2 separate regions of the Sus scrofa genome follow, and region 2 is linked to region 1. Evidence: chromatin contacts called from public Hi-C data. All regions are on one chromosome and are shown on one strand. Each heading gives the region's core, a stretch centred on a gene start, on an enhancer-like site or on the middle of the called end of the contact. The rest is flanking DNA. Distances are from core to core; before and after follow the strand shown. Region 1 has its middle 480 kb from the start of ANKRD50. Region 2 has its middle 490 kb from the start of SPRY1.

The links. Hi-C and Micro-C count contacts between places; a contact is called where the count stands out from the background.
Region 2: a Hi-C map of fetal skeletal muscle shows a contact between it and region 1, with 1.6 times the contacts expected there. The contact joins two enhancer-like sites. A contact is called at or near these places in 4 of 47 Hi-C or Micro-C datasets (alveolar macrophages, embryonic fibroblasts, fetal skeletal muscle and 1 more).

What each region holds. Positions count from the first base shown.
Region 1 is chr8:100,259,390-100,263,665 of Sscrofa11.1, forward strand. No RefSeq gene overlaps it. Among named protein-coding and RNA genes, the nearest start is that of ANKRD50, 480 kb to the left of the region's middle. Within about 2 kb of position 1,657, at least 1 of the 83 cell types and tissues checked has an H3K27ac peak or open chromatin away from gene starts, as enhancers often do. A contact at or near this core is called in fetal skeletal muscle, where this site is marked.
Region 2 is chr8:100,371,715-100,375,523 of Sscrofa11.1, forward strand. No RefSeq gene overlaps it. Among named protein-coding and RNA genes, the nearest start is that of SPRY1, 490 kb to the right of the region's middle. Within about 2 kb of position 2,232, at least 10 of the 83 cell types and tissues checked have an H3K27ac peak or open chromatin away from gene starts, as enhancers often do. A contact at or near this core is called in fetal skeletal muscle, where this site is marked.

The sequences.
Region 1 (4,276 bases), core at 407-2,906:
TATCTCAAACTTATAATATGCATATGTATTATTATTTTCAAAGAAATCATATTGTCATTTAATTAGTATCTTCATTTGTCAAGTACCTGGAAGCAAACTGATATGCAAAATAAGAGTAAAAAGCAATTTCTTAATTCTCAATCTGATGGCCTTTCCATTAAACCACATTGTTTTTATCCATCTTTTGTGGGGGTTTTTTTTGTTTTTTGTTTTTGTTTTTGTCTTTTTGCCATTTCTTGGGCCGCTCTCGCGGCATATGGAGGTTCCCAGGCCAGGGGTCCAATCGGAGCCGTAGCCACCAGCCTATTCCAGAGCCACAGCAACTCGGGATCCGAGCCGTGTCTGTGACCTACACCACAGCTCACGGCAATGCCGGATCTTTAACCCACTGAGCAAGGGCAGGGATCAAACCCGCACCTCATGGTTCCTAGTCGGATTTGTTAACCACTGCGCCACCACGGGAACTCCATCACTTTTGTGTTTTATAAATGTCATGCATTTTTAGAATGGGCCAGTCTAAAAGACACTGATTCAGAAAACTTGATTCTGTTAAAGTGTTATTCATTTCTGGTTTTCCTGTCTCATAAAAATATGTCATCAAACACAAAAATGGATTTTGTCAGAAAAACTTTTTTGGAAAAAAAGTTAGTTTAATAACATAAGTAATAAATATTACAATTTATTAAAAGAAAACAGTTTTTTAAAGCATTTAAATGAATGCACAGATTACTTATAACACTGAAAGTCCTGTTTTGAAAAAAAAAAAAGGCTATGACGTGATTTTAATAAGAATATTGCAGTAGGAGTTCCTGTTGTGGTGCAGTGGTTAACGAATCCGACTAGGAACCGTGAGGTTGCGGGTTCGATCCCTGGCCTTGCTCAATGGGTTAACAATCCGGCGTTGCTGTGAGCTGTGTTGTGGGTCACAGACGAGGCTCGGATCTGATGTTGCTGTGGCTCTGGAGTAGGCAGGTGGCTACAGCTCTGATTCAACCCCTAGCCTGGGAACTCCATATGCTGCTGGAGCAGCCCTAGAAAAGGTGAAAAAGACAAAAAAAAAAAAAAAAAAAGAATATTGCAGTAATTTGTCTATCTTTTGACATTGGAGTACTTCCATTGAAGAGAGACTAAGTTATTAAGAGTCAAATGTCTTAATTATGGAGATATTCTATTTTAAGGTGTACTTACAGAAGTAGGTACAGATGTCTGTTAAAAAGTACAAGTACATTTTGAGCATTTAATTCTTATCAATAACTGACTTTAATTTTAAGTGGGAGAAGACTTTTTTCTAAGATCAAAAGTGCTGCTAACAAGTAACTCTTATTGGGGCTTAGTTCTGAAGTTCAAAAGATTACCAGGTGGCTTTTGCCAATCTGTAGAAAGCAAAGGATTGTTCCCTCAATTAAATGGTACTTTTCCAATCTATTCTTTGGGGATTTAGGTTTTGAAGTTCCTAATTCTTATTAAGAGATGTGACTAGATTTCCATTTACCAATTAAAAATGCACCTTTTCAGCTGTCTGAACTCACAGACTTTTGATCTTCTTCTAGAAGAGAAGGACATAAAAAGTATCATGGTTAGCCAGTTCTCACTTACTATGTTTCTGCTTTAAGTAGTCCAGCAAACAGACTTCTGCATCTATCCCCCAGAGACAGATTATATCCGTTTGTGATTACTCAGAATGACCACTAAAGGTCACTCTTACTCCATTTTCTCAACCCAGTTTTGAAACCTGAGCCCAGGTAGTAAAATTTGTGAAACCTCTATTTTTGCAGTAGCAAAGGATGCACTAGGGATGGAATATTTGGGGGCCAAGGAGTACTAGTTAGAGTTCCTGTTCAGTTCAGGAAGAAACAAATCCTACCTGTATAAGTCAGAAATTTGAAATGAAAGATTTGTGTTACATCCTTACATTAATGCATTTCTAGGAACTTTATCAAAATGTATAACATTTATTTTAAAGTGAACACTGGCTGATGTGAAATACAGTGATTATATTTTGGCCCATAATGAAAATGTTTTATTTAGAAGAGAAAATAATTCATTTTCAGGAAACACATTTAAGACCTCAATGCTTATGGAGTTAATAAATTATAAATGATTTTATTTGTAGAGGAGAAGGAAAGTTGAAAATAACACTTGCCAAGAATTTAACAGCTTAAATCGATTTATTTGTACAAGTGAAGGCATTACATATAAGAGCCATTTCCTTTTTATGCATAAGTGTTTTGGGTATTTAAGAAATGTTCATATTTTAAAGTCTTGGCTATTTTAGGTAAGGAAAAAAATCTTCTGCACAGATTACAGAAGATACTTCAAATGCTTAATTTCACAAATAATAAGAAAAAATAAATTACAGCAATTAAAATCTGTTTAACTTAAAAAATGACCCCCAAATTAATGGGAAAATACCAAATGTTAATATTAGGTAAAAGTATATCACATTTTTCTGAGATGGAAAATAAGTATTGACATTTGGTGACATCTAGTAAAAAAAAAAAAAGTGAATTCATGTGGACCTAATAATTTACTTCTAGGATTCACCTTAGGGAAACATCCATTTGTTCAAGGAAATATGTATAATATATTATGATGAAGAAGGTAGTTTAATGTAAAACTTAATTATTGAAAGACTGGCTAATTCTGTACCACAGAATATTAAGCAATGCTGGAAAGTTTTTTTAAAAAAACAACATTTAAATAATTAAAATGAAATTCCATTAGATACACAGAGTAAAATAGTATTTTTTTATTTCCAAAATTAAAATGTTGGTTTGAGTCATATGAAATTGGTAATATTTAGTTATTTTCAAGCTACAATCTACAAGTTTCATATGGTTCAGTATATTCATAGGAATAAAGAGAAAGTAGACTAGTTTTTTTTCCATGACCTAAGATTAGATTAGTGATATGAGGGGATTTCTAGTTTTTAAATATTTAATTTTTTAAATTTTTTAAATATTTAAATATATTTTGCAAGGAGAATGTATTCATGTAAAATTATTAAGTAAGTATTTTATTTTCCCTCAAATTTTAATCTTTTAGGTCTTCATTTACATTTACATGTATTGTATTATGTATTTTAAAGTTGCTGTATATATCCATATATGTATAGCTATATGTGTGTATATATACAGATGTAGATCAGTGTAAACACACTCGGTGTGTATATGCATGTGTAGATGTGTATATATACATATATATACATATATGTATAGCTGTATGTGTGTATAATACATTTGTAGATGTGTATACTTATATATATGTATGAAATATTGACATTCCTATTAGTAGATGTTAACCAAAGTCAACTTGTCCCTCAATAAATAAAATATGTTGGATAAGAGTAGCCTGAAGTCCTTTTCTAAATCCTGTTGAAAAACCACCTCTCTCCCCAAGACATACTATGCAAATGTAAAAGGCTGAGTTCACATGCTAACTGTAACTCAGATCTTCTTATACTAAACTATTTTAGTTATTTCTGAACAGACTTTTTTAAAAGCGAGGAGTGGACTTTTCCCTTTCCATTTTTATTTACACAGCAATATCAACAATAAAATGGAACTTTGTAGATGTTTCTGGTGATTTAGAAAAGTAGAAGGGTTTGCGTCACAGCATATAATTATGTTTAAAGTGCATACCATGGATTCCTTTTCTTTTAAGTTTCCGGTTTTATTTCTGTCCACTTGGGCTCTGACCTGCCTACTTGTTTTGTACTCATCCTTCCTACCACGCTTTCTGGATTATCACTAGGAATCACAATTACCTATCTCTCTGTTAGACACAGAGAAAGAACCCATTTAATAGAATCCTACTCTCCCTGGCAAATGCATCTTGTGTTCCCCACCTGGTCTATTATGGCTCCTTTCTCATTCCTGGGTGTCTGTTAGTACCCATCCAATTTCTTTCTGCTGAGATTTCTGCTCTTTTCCCCATAGCCCTATTGAACAGGACCCCAAATGTCCCTTCTATCTTTCATAGCTCACTATTGCATATAGGAAACATTTGTGTCCTTTGCCCAATAAAACTTGAATAAATTTTGGACATATAGCTTTCCCCTGCATCTAGGCTTCCCCACACAAACAATTGCCGGCCTTTGGATTGCTGTCAAGATTTCCTGAATGAGATGCATTCAGAGTTCTCTATATCTCACTCACAAGTCTTCCTTTTTTCCATCCTCTGGACTTGCTTATATTTTCTAGTAGATAAAGAGAGTCAGTAGTTAGGATTTGGCTATTTCCTTCAAAACTAATGACTTCTCTGCCTAGAAAGTCAT
Region 2 (3,809 bases), core at 982-3,481, 110 kb after region 1:
ACCACAGGCTGAACACATCTTGACTTACTTGTGAGAGAATTAAAATGATAGTATTTGATTCTCCTGTATTTAAGGTCTCTTTGAAACAGCAGCTTACTCAACTACAACTTCTCAGGAAGGTTTCGCTCTAGCTTGGCTCAAGGTTTAGGTACTTTTCTTTAGACTAAACCTTATGAGATTACTGATGTACATTGGATAGTTGCTGACCATAGAAAAATGGCATTTTATGTGGTTCAATCTAATAGTTACAAGTTCACAGTTGAATTCCTGTGTTATAAATTCAAAAGGCTCCTCATACCTCTTTTTGTCCCACTATATTCCTCAAGGAGAAAATAATGAGTCCCTTAGTCAGTTTTATTCTTTCAGGACTGGGGGATCTTTGTAAATCAAGAAATGACTAAACAATGTGATGGAAAGGAGCAATACTATGATTATATTCTGCCAGAGAGTACAAGGAGAGTAAGACTCAGAGGTCTTTTTTTTCCTCATATTTGCTTCAAAGATAGGAGGGTTGTTTTTGTTTGATTGTTTTGTAAATATCTTTGTATTGTCTGTTTTTTCCATTTGTTCTGCTCATGTGAATTTTTTTCCATGTATATTTGCTCATTTTTGATTATATGGATGCTTTTCTTTTTGAAAATTTTTGACAATTTTTAAGTCTGAGATGAAAGTAGATTCTTCCAGAAAGTATTCAGTATTGTTCCTACCAAGTAATGGAGAATACTACCAATCATTTTAATGATTAAAGAATCATTTAAAGTTAAATTCAGTTTCAGCTGTGTATGATAATACCGGTAGTATTAACTGGTGCTGCAGATCCATGATAGAGATGATGCATGGTTACAACTTCTCAGGAAGGTTTCCCTCTAGTTTGGCTCAGGGTTTAGGCACATTTCTTTGAATTCTTCTGGGAGTAAACAGGAAAGGGGATAGCTTAATTCCTCTTCATTCTTATTCAGAGGATACAACTTTTGGCTGCTTCCACTTGAGGACTGGACTGCCCCTGACTCTCCACTCTAGGCAGATACTGAGCCTTGAATTTAGCCCTTTATGTCCCAGTACAGACCTCAAAACTGAAGGTCAAGTTTGCCTCATTCAGCAAAGGCCTTCAAGGATAAAAGTGGCTTCAGTCATTGTCTTACTGCTCTAGGTTCTTGCTTTTGGCTAGAAGTTGTCCTGAGAAGTCTTCTTATGTTTTTGATTATTTGATTTTGTAATGATGTAAATATATATGTGTGTGCATGTGTGTATTTATATATATATATAAACATATATATATATGTATATATATAACTTGTTACTTGTTTTCAGTGGGAGTATTTGCTCAAATACCTTTCAGTCATAACTAGAAAATAAGGGCATCAATAAATGTAAAACTAAATATTTTCAATATTAAATTTACAAAAGTATTGAGGGATCTGTCATATCCATCTCTAACTTACCCATTTCTCCTGCCTCCACCCTTCTTCCCATCATGTTATTTATATCCTGGAATTTATATAGGGACTGATGAGCCAATTTGAATCGTGCACATAGTGCTCAAATTCCTGTATAGAACACTTAAAGCTCAATGGCTGTTGATTTCCAGACATTTATTTGGTACTTGAATATCTCTGCTCTGCATCAAGATACTCCTTAACTTGATATCAAAATATCTCTAAAAATGTGTTCTAAATACGTTTTGTTTGATGATTAAAATCTTTCAAAGACAGGAATTTGATAAAATGTCTGAAGTAATTATAACAGGAAGAATAAAAAAATGAGTAGATATCTTAAGACATAAATATGAAAGAAAATGAGGATCCTCTCCTCCAGAGTATGTAGTACAAAGTTAAAATATTAGTCAATGATTAGGAATGCAAAACAATCCCAGTCCTTCTATGAGTATAATGTGAAGTTGTAGCATTTGCAAGTCCTGTTTCTTTTCTTTCTTATTCTTCCTTTGAGAATAGGAAAGAATTTACAAACCAAATTCTTCATACATGATATCTTCTTCATGGACTCTTAAAAGTATTGGCACCCTAGACACAAAATGTACCATAAGACATTCCTTTGTATTTTTCATAGTTTCATGGGAAGGAACTTATGCAAATTATAGTCACAGACAAAACATATCCTGGTGACATCATGATTTCACTGAAAACTTTCCAACACTGAAAAAATATGTTTCTTCCATCCTTACCCTCCCCCTCTGGTAGCAACAGGCACATCCAGCTGTTGTTTTTAGAGAAGGGCGTCTATTGAAGCACCACCCTGTTTTTGCTGGTCTCATCCTTCAGCGTATTTGCAGAGTGCAAAATCAGTTCCTCATGTTATGGTCATTGTTGGAGTTCTTTGTTCTATAACTCCTTTCTGATTAAGAGTTTCAAGAAGTTATTAAAAATAACAAACAAATGTTATTAAGGGATACACATATTCTTGCTTGCCATCGTGATGAAATTCTAAACAGTTGCAAGCTGTTATAAAAATGAATGTATAATTAAAATCATAAGCCAAATAAATTAAAACCATTAAGAATTTCATCATAATAAGATATATCAAATTCAAAACAAGATTGCAAACCGATTTTGGTGGGGATATTGAAAATTTCATACTTCCCAGCTTCATCATTATGGTTTTAAGCAGAAATTATTTTGGCCAATGCAGATTTTAAAATAACAAACGCAGCTATTTTCTTCTTAGAGGAAGACTGCTGTACCAGAGCCATTATTCTTATAGTGCCTTGTAACAAAATCTTGACCACTTCAGCCCCAGAGACTAAAGAACATTAGTGGAAATGTAGAAAAATATTTTCTGATTATATGACCAGGTATTTGGTACTGTACCCTGTTTGACACAAATGAAGTTTCTGGGCTCCTCGAACAGAGGGCACATGTATCTAACACCAGTATCTTGTCGTAAAGTTTTGCAATACGTGTATTATTACATAGATAAATCACACACACTAATTTTCATGTGCAGGGATTCTTGGAGAAATCAGTAAAACGTAGGTATATATTATTTCACAGTAATTTTTTTGAGTCTGAAAAAAATCTGAAATAATGAGTCTGTTGTGAAAATATATTTTTTTACTAAACATTTATTATATGGCAATGATTTCTAATCCCAGCTCCTTCTTAAGCCCATCTCTTTAATTAGCAATAACAATGATAACTTTTTAACAACCTGTTAATAAGTTTGTTAAATATGACTGGAATTATAGTCATCTTTAGTTAGAAGATGACTGGGAAAATAGAAAGATAAATAAAAGCAAGGCTTTGCCTCTTATGTTCCGTTGAACTTTTGATCAGTTTTATTAACTTTTGCTTGGTTTCTTTTTCTGTACAATTAGAGAATTAGGCTTGAATTGGTGGTTTTCTAATTATTTTAGCCACGCAACCATTATTCAGTGTGCCCTGACAGAAATGTGCACAGAGTGGAGCTGCTGTTATGGAAGCAGTGTCACTCTTGGAGTGCTAGCTGTGGGTTCAGCTTCCCTGTGGTGGGGGCCGATGAAGCCTCAAACACAGTTTGGTAAACAATGCACACTGGGCAATAAAAAGAGACTGTAACCATTTATAAGTTTAGAAGGAAAAATGGAAGGCAGGCATGGGGGGTAAGGAAAAAACGTGCCTAGTTAGTGTCTCTCTCCAAGTTTAAAATAACACCTTAAGTTTGTTCTTTTACTACATTTCAAAACAGTGGTTGAATTTTTTCATTGTCATTTTTTACAAATTCTTCAATGAAATAGAGCTGGAGGATTTTTATCATCTCACAGTTGTAGTAGTTTCTTTATGTCCATTTAAGAGAGGTAGCTTTGATAATACTAC